Linked DNA regions of Zea mays: region 1 is linked to region 2. Evidence: chromatin contacts called from public Hi-C data. All regions are on one chromosome and are shown on one strand. The core of a region is the stretch at or near the end of the contact, and the rest is flanking DNA. Distances in the headings are between cores, read along the strand shown.

Evidence for each region. Hi-C and Micro-C count contacts between places; a contact is called where the count stands out from the background.
Region 1: a Hi-C map of bundle sheath shows a contact between it and region 2, with 2.4 times the contacts expected there. The contact joins the promoter of LOC100281863 here to the promoter of LOC100284275 in region 2. A contact is called at or near these places in 3 of 25 Hi-C or Micro-C datasets (bundle sheath, leaf and tassel).

The regions. Positions count from the first base shown.
Region 1 is chr6:6,535,349-6,538,613 of Zm-B73-REFERENCE-NAM-5.0, forward strand. It overlaps LOC100281863 (polygalacturonase), which reads right to left and starts at 2,013. Exons shown (of 5, transcript NM_001154783.3): 1 at 1,450-2,013; 2 at 187-307; 3 at 1-89. The coding sequence starts at 1,923.
Region 2 is chr6:5,904,469-5,907,540 of Zm-B73-REFERENCE-NAM-5.0, forward strand. It overlaps LOC100284275, which reads right to left and starts at 1,265. Exons shown (of 1, transcript NM_001157170.2): 1 at 1-1,265. The coding sequence starts at 1,031. The coding sequence ends at 387.

The sequences.
Region 1 (3,265 bases), core at 763-3,262, 630 kb after region 2:
GATGAGATGGCCTCTCGTGTGGTTCAAGGTTCGGTTCCGCCATAGCTCCCACCACATATGACCTTGCCCATCTATGGTCCCGTTGCTACCTGACGATGTTTGTTAACGCGATGAGGCAAAAAAAAAATATTTTATTTATTACCCGATCATGAAAGTAGACATATATAGCTAGAAATTCGTTCGTACCGGTAATAACAACATCGTTTAAGCCCTCTCCGTGAATGAGGCTGATGTGGCGTGGTCCTAACCGCTCTCTCCCGCGCCCGTAAGACGGCAAAGGGGTAATGAGAGGCCACTCTTCTGGATCCTGCACATGATAGTCCAGCTTGCTAGTGAATAAAATACTCTATACAGCTTTGTAATGAGCATACGTACACAGCTACGATCGAAGCGCTGGGCATCATTCGCCTAGTTAAATGTGGATTGAATACACAAGTATTCAATACAGAATATATATATCTAACATGGTGGGTATCAATTCAATTATAAAGCCATCCTGTTGCCATTATAAATGAATGGCCTGATAATGACTCTACAGTACTGTACTACAGACTCTACAGTAGTGTAATACAGATCACACATGCAGCTGTGTCTTTTTGCCTTGGTTGACACAGATGGGAAAAAACAAACAAACAAACAAAATGGGCATAGACTGGCGTTCACAATATTTTGGAACAGGCATTAGCTGTAAAAGACGCAAGATGGCTTACGATTATTATGATCAGTGTGTTCCAACTGAAGCTCACCATTTCCCATGCAGTAGCTAATACTAGCTTGTTTGTTCTGTTGGAATTGGAAGTAGCTGTAGCAGGAGAAGTGACACAGCTACCCTCTCTATTGGCTTTAGCACAGACGACAGATAAGAGGAAGGTGGAAGCAATGTAAAGTACAAAAGAGGCTTCAACTCGGGCCAGCAACCCCAGTCCAGGTGGAATGGAAGCAGCATAGCATGCAGTGGGGACAAAGCAAAGGCACACAGATAATGTGGTGGCAGAGTTCACAAGGAAGCAGCAGAGAACCAGGCGACCGTCCATGGCCAAGCATGTGACTTCTCCAATACATTTAGTATCTGTCTGCACACGGATCATGGCATGCATGTGACAGCACAAGCGCCGAATCTACCTAGTTTGACGACGACGAGCATCCCAATGTTTGGAGGGCCGGTTACGCAAGGCTTTGGAAATTTCTGAACCCACCAATGTAACGAACAAATTTCTTGTCCATGCATAGCCAGGCCACTGATCGAGCAAGCAAATTAAACCACGCGTTTTGTTGTGCGCATGCATTGCATGCTATGCTTGAGCAGAAACGCTGAGCAAAATTTCAAACCACCTCCTAGAATAGAATCCTAGCTCCTACAGCGAAGCCGATGCAGCATTTGGCACTGCTACTACTGTATTAATTACTGTCTAAACAAAGAAAGAAAGAAGAAATGAATGAACCGTTAACCTGGGAGCCGAGGATGACCGCGCCGCGGTGCAGGAAGAGGGTGAAGCGGCTGGTGAGGTTGAAGCTGCCCGTGAGCCACCTCCCGGGGGGCACGTCGAGCCTGGCCCCTCCCCCACCGACGGCCCTCGCGCCCAGCTCCGCGACGGCGCGCCGGAACGCCGCGGTGTTGAGCGTGGCCCCGTCGCCCACGGCCCCGAACTCCTCGACGGACGCCCACACCTCGCGCGCCGGCCCCGCGCCCGCGTAGAACCCCGCGCAGCTGTCCCCGGGCGCGTGCGCGGGCGCGTCGTGGGGGCGAGAGCGAGGGGCGATCGGGAGGAGCGCGGCGGGAAAGCGCGTGAGGGCCAGGTAGGAGGCCGTGGCGAGCAGGGACAGCATGACGAGGAGCGGCGCTGGGCGCGGCCATGGGAGCGGCAGCGGTGGCGGCATGGGGTCGTGGTCGTCGACGGCGGCGGCCTTGGCGCGCGCGGCCATGGCGGGCGAGGCAGGCGGAGGAGGAAGTGCCGCCACGCCACGCGCATCGCTTTCCCTTTTTGGACGGGACGCCGGACGCGGCCGATAGAGAGAGAGAGAGAAAAAGAGACGTAACCGAGACAGATGCTTTTCTGTTCTTTTCGCCCGAATTGCGTGAGCGTGTCGGAAACGGATGGACCGGCCCAGAACGGCCCGCCCGGCCAGGTGCTTGCTTTTGCTAAGCGATCATGTTTTATACTTGTTGGGCTGGATCTGGTCAGTCGTTTTATGTAGGCTGAGCATTTGTTCGACTGAGCCCATGCTGAGGCCCCCTCTGCTCACGGCAACCGGCCGCGATGACGAAGCAGCGGCCACGCCCCACGCTGACAGCCAGCAGACAGGCGAAGCTTCAGGCGAGGTGGAGCCACGACGGCGAGCTCCAGTGCGTGCTAGTACAACGCAATGCCGAGATCAAGTATTGTTTATGTTAGAACAAGAGAATTTTTCTACATCCATATCCACACCTGGCTTATGTTAGAACAATTACTCCCTTCGTTTTTTTAAGTTATCGCTGGATAGTTCAATTTTGCACTATCCAGCGACACTAAAATAAAACGGAGGAAATATATTTAAGAGGAGAGCGACAAGATCGTAATAATATAGCAATTGTATATATATGCCACCATATATAATATATAAATAATCAATCAATGTATGTATAATAAATGAAAGAGGATTGCGACTCCTTGCTAGCCCTACCGACAGATGTGGACCGTTGGAAGGCTTTACTGTAGCACGTGGACCACGCGTGCATGCAACTGTAAGAAACTTGTGCGTAGATTGGTTTTACTGGGCTACATAGTACTGCTACAGCGGACGACGGAGGCCCAAATCTAGGTTTTGGGCCCAAATCTTCTTACACTGTTGCTATCACAGTCATCATACAGGAAACAGACCAAATATATTTTTTTTGTAGAAAATTGTTTACATATGAATATATCCAATAATGCAATGTTTAGCGCACAGCATAGATGATGCTCAGGATCAGCTAAGAATATAAAAGTAGTGTTTGGTTGAGGAGCCAAGTAGAACGGAGCCGTTCCATTCCTGATTCTAGGAACGGAGCCGCTCTGTTTTGTGTTTGGTAACCTGGAACGGAGCGGTTCTGTTTTTTGTTTGGTTGCAGAGTGAACGGAACGGAGCGTGACTGTGAGAGCGGGATTGGAACGGAGCGGCTCCGTCTCATTGATCTTTTGGAGCGGAATGGTTCCGGATCTGAGGAGAATATTCCCTAATTGGAGTCATTCCGTTCTAATTACTTTGTAACCAAACAATAACAAAACTGGGACAGAATGGTTCCGTT
Region 2 (3,072 bases), core at 15-2,514:
CCTCTCATGAATTCCGTAGATTCAAAGCAATAGTCCTTTTTTTTGTCCCACCATACCTCGAGGAAATCCAAAATACACTCTACAGTACAGAGATAGGGAAAAGTAGAGGTAACTCAAAGTTAGCTGAGCTTTCCCGGCGGCCGGCCCTTTCGTTCATATATCCATCCATCTAGAAGCATATCCTCCAGATATTAATTGCTACAATATAGTCTACGTTTTTTCCCATCCAAACAAAAAAAAGAAAAAAAAGCAACAAAAATAAACCAAAGAGTTGAAGCTATTATTTGATTCATATGTATATATCTTATTACGAAAAAGAAAAGGGCTTCTTGTTCAATTCATCCCGGCCGAGCTTCTTTAATGTGATTTTTGAATCGAGATCGATCTCAGACGTCTACGATGCAGGGTGCTGCGCGCTGGAACTTGAAGTAGCCGAGCCCCCCACCGGCGTTGGAGCCGTAGCTTCCTTGTCCGTCGTTGACGGTGAGCAGCGCGGGGCAGCGCACCCTGAGGTGGTAGTGGCTGGTGATGAAGGCCCCGGCCTTCCAGCGGATCCAGCCGTCGACGCGGATGGTGACGAGCAGGTACCCCGCCGTCTCGTCCTGTGTGAGCGCGGTGGCGAGGTAGGGCGGCAGCGGGACGTTGGAGGCGGAGAGGAAGGGCGCCCAGACGGCGGCGTCGTTGGGCGGCTGGAAGAAGGGCGGCAGCGCGGTGGGCACCGTGATCTGCATCGCCCGGTACTCGGCGTACACGTCGGCGCGGTCGTAGTAGATGCCGACGCGGTCGTTGGTGTTGCGCGACGCCAGCGTGGCCTGCATGGTGACGGTGAGGTAGGAGGCGGAGCTGACGTTGATGCACACGATGCTCACGTCGTTGAGGAAGAAGCGAGGCTTGGTGGGGCGGAGGACGAGCCAGACGATGAGCACGATGAGGAGGACGAGCACGATGACGCCCACCAGGGCGGCGCAGAAGCGACGGTACAGACGCTGCCGCTCGCAGTCCTTGTGCTGGTCGCAGTACTTGATCGACATTTCGTTATGCTGGTTGCTGATTGCTGCTTGCTGCTGGTGGTGGGTGTCGTCGTCGTCTTCTTCTTCTTCTTTTCTTCCTCCTCGCTCCCACTTTTCTTCGTTTGATTTGGTTTGCACTCCACCACACACTCCTTCTGCTCACTCAGTGACAAGACAAGAGCTAGCTAGCAGAGAGGAAAGCAGAGCAAGGAAGGGACGACTCCTAGTGTTTATAAGCCTGCCACTGGCACTGGCAGGCAGACATTCTAATTAAGCTACTAACTTTATACTATTAGAAGAATATTAATTATTGGCTATATATATATATATATATATATATATATATATATATATTGGTTTGTATATTGAGTCCGGCCTACATTTGGGTTTTGGCGTGAAGGAAGGATGGATTCAGTACGGTCTTTCTCAAGACTTGGCCTCCAAAAAGGACGCTGATCATTCACAAGCCAGCGGAAGTAAAATTAAAGCACGTACGTACGTACGGCACATAGCTAGCTCATAGATGAAGCATCTTTATTTCAAGCTGACTATCGACTTATTTGTGCGCTAGCTAGCTGCTTGTCGCTGAAATTACAAGCTTCCGCTAGCTGATGAATGAAATTCAGACTGATGACCCCCGGCCCCCATGCATATCCATCAATAATTCAATTCCTTGTGGTTTTATTCATCATGCACCGTCGTTGGTCCATCGATAATCATATCATTTCGTCCTCTCTCTTATCATACCATGTGACATGCATCCGACTGTGATTCTTTCATCCTCCTGATCCCAAACTGCAGTCAGCAGTCTATACTTTTGTTCATCAGCAGAGAAATAATCATGCGTGCAACAACAGCTGAACCAAGAAGATCATCTACAACCTATATATATATTCATTCTTGCATTGGTCGATATATAAACTGCAGCCAGCACTAGCAATTATATTATATATATATCCTGCCTATTAGCATATAGTGCTAATACATACATATATAGAGAGAGAGGGGGAGAGCGCTTTTAACTAACTTGTGCCCCAGCTAACCCTACAGGGAACAACACTTAGCTTGGAAAGTTGAAAGAGAGTCTAGTGGAGGCGACAGGTGAGGCGTCCACATCCATCACTGCACCTTGGGTTGGGTCAGTTTCAGAGCATATATATCAGTCCACATATCTCTACATCAATTTCTTTCTTTCTTTTCTCTTCGTAAAAGAAGAAATAGAAAGATAAACCAAGTAGAGGCTAGAGGCTGAGGCATGTTCTTCTACATGCATCACCTTATCTCCTTCGCACCATATCGACGATCAATTTCTGATCGAGCCAAAAGAAAACATCCAAAACATGTATATAAATAAATATGCGCACTTAAATCGTGTTCCTCTTCTCTTTTCTCCTCGCAAGTCAGGAGGACACGACACTGCTGTCAGTCCCCACTGAACTTTCTTTCCACAATTTTCTCCACCTAGCTAGCTAGCTAGCTGCCTTTGATCATCTCCTTGTCGGGTCATGCTAGCTGATTTTGCTGTAAGAGCCTTCAGCTCTTTCGTTCAATATAGATGAGGTAGCATGGTATGGCTGGTTGGTGGCACATCGTGTTCAAGAGACAGCAGCCTAGTCCCTACCACCCCACGTAACGTACTCCTCTTTTTCTCGATCGCCCTCCTAGCTAGTTGGATGGACGCTTAGTGCCGCGCAATTTGGTCAGGCATTCATTAGTCTCAACCCAAAACTTCCAACCTTTTGCAGACCTACACTTAACTTCCAACTCAACCAACACACACACAATGATCGAAACATGAATGGTCAGCTGTATGGAAACTCAAGCAACTCCAGCTGGTTCTAAACACACAATTGCATGCATGTCCCATCAACACGGCCCATTTATTTAACTACGTACTGCTTACTTTTTTTTTAATATCACCGGGGGATAGAATTCCCACCTAAATTGCATTGCTTTTTGCGGCCAAATCGCCTATTGACAGTACAACAAGGGAGGATATAGATTACATCGATGTGGTAACGCTACGTTACATGCAAAACACAACACCAGGCAGCCATGATCT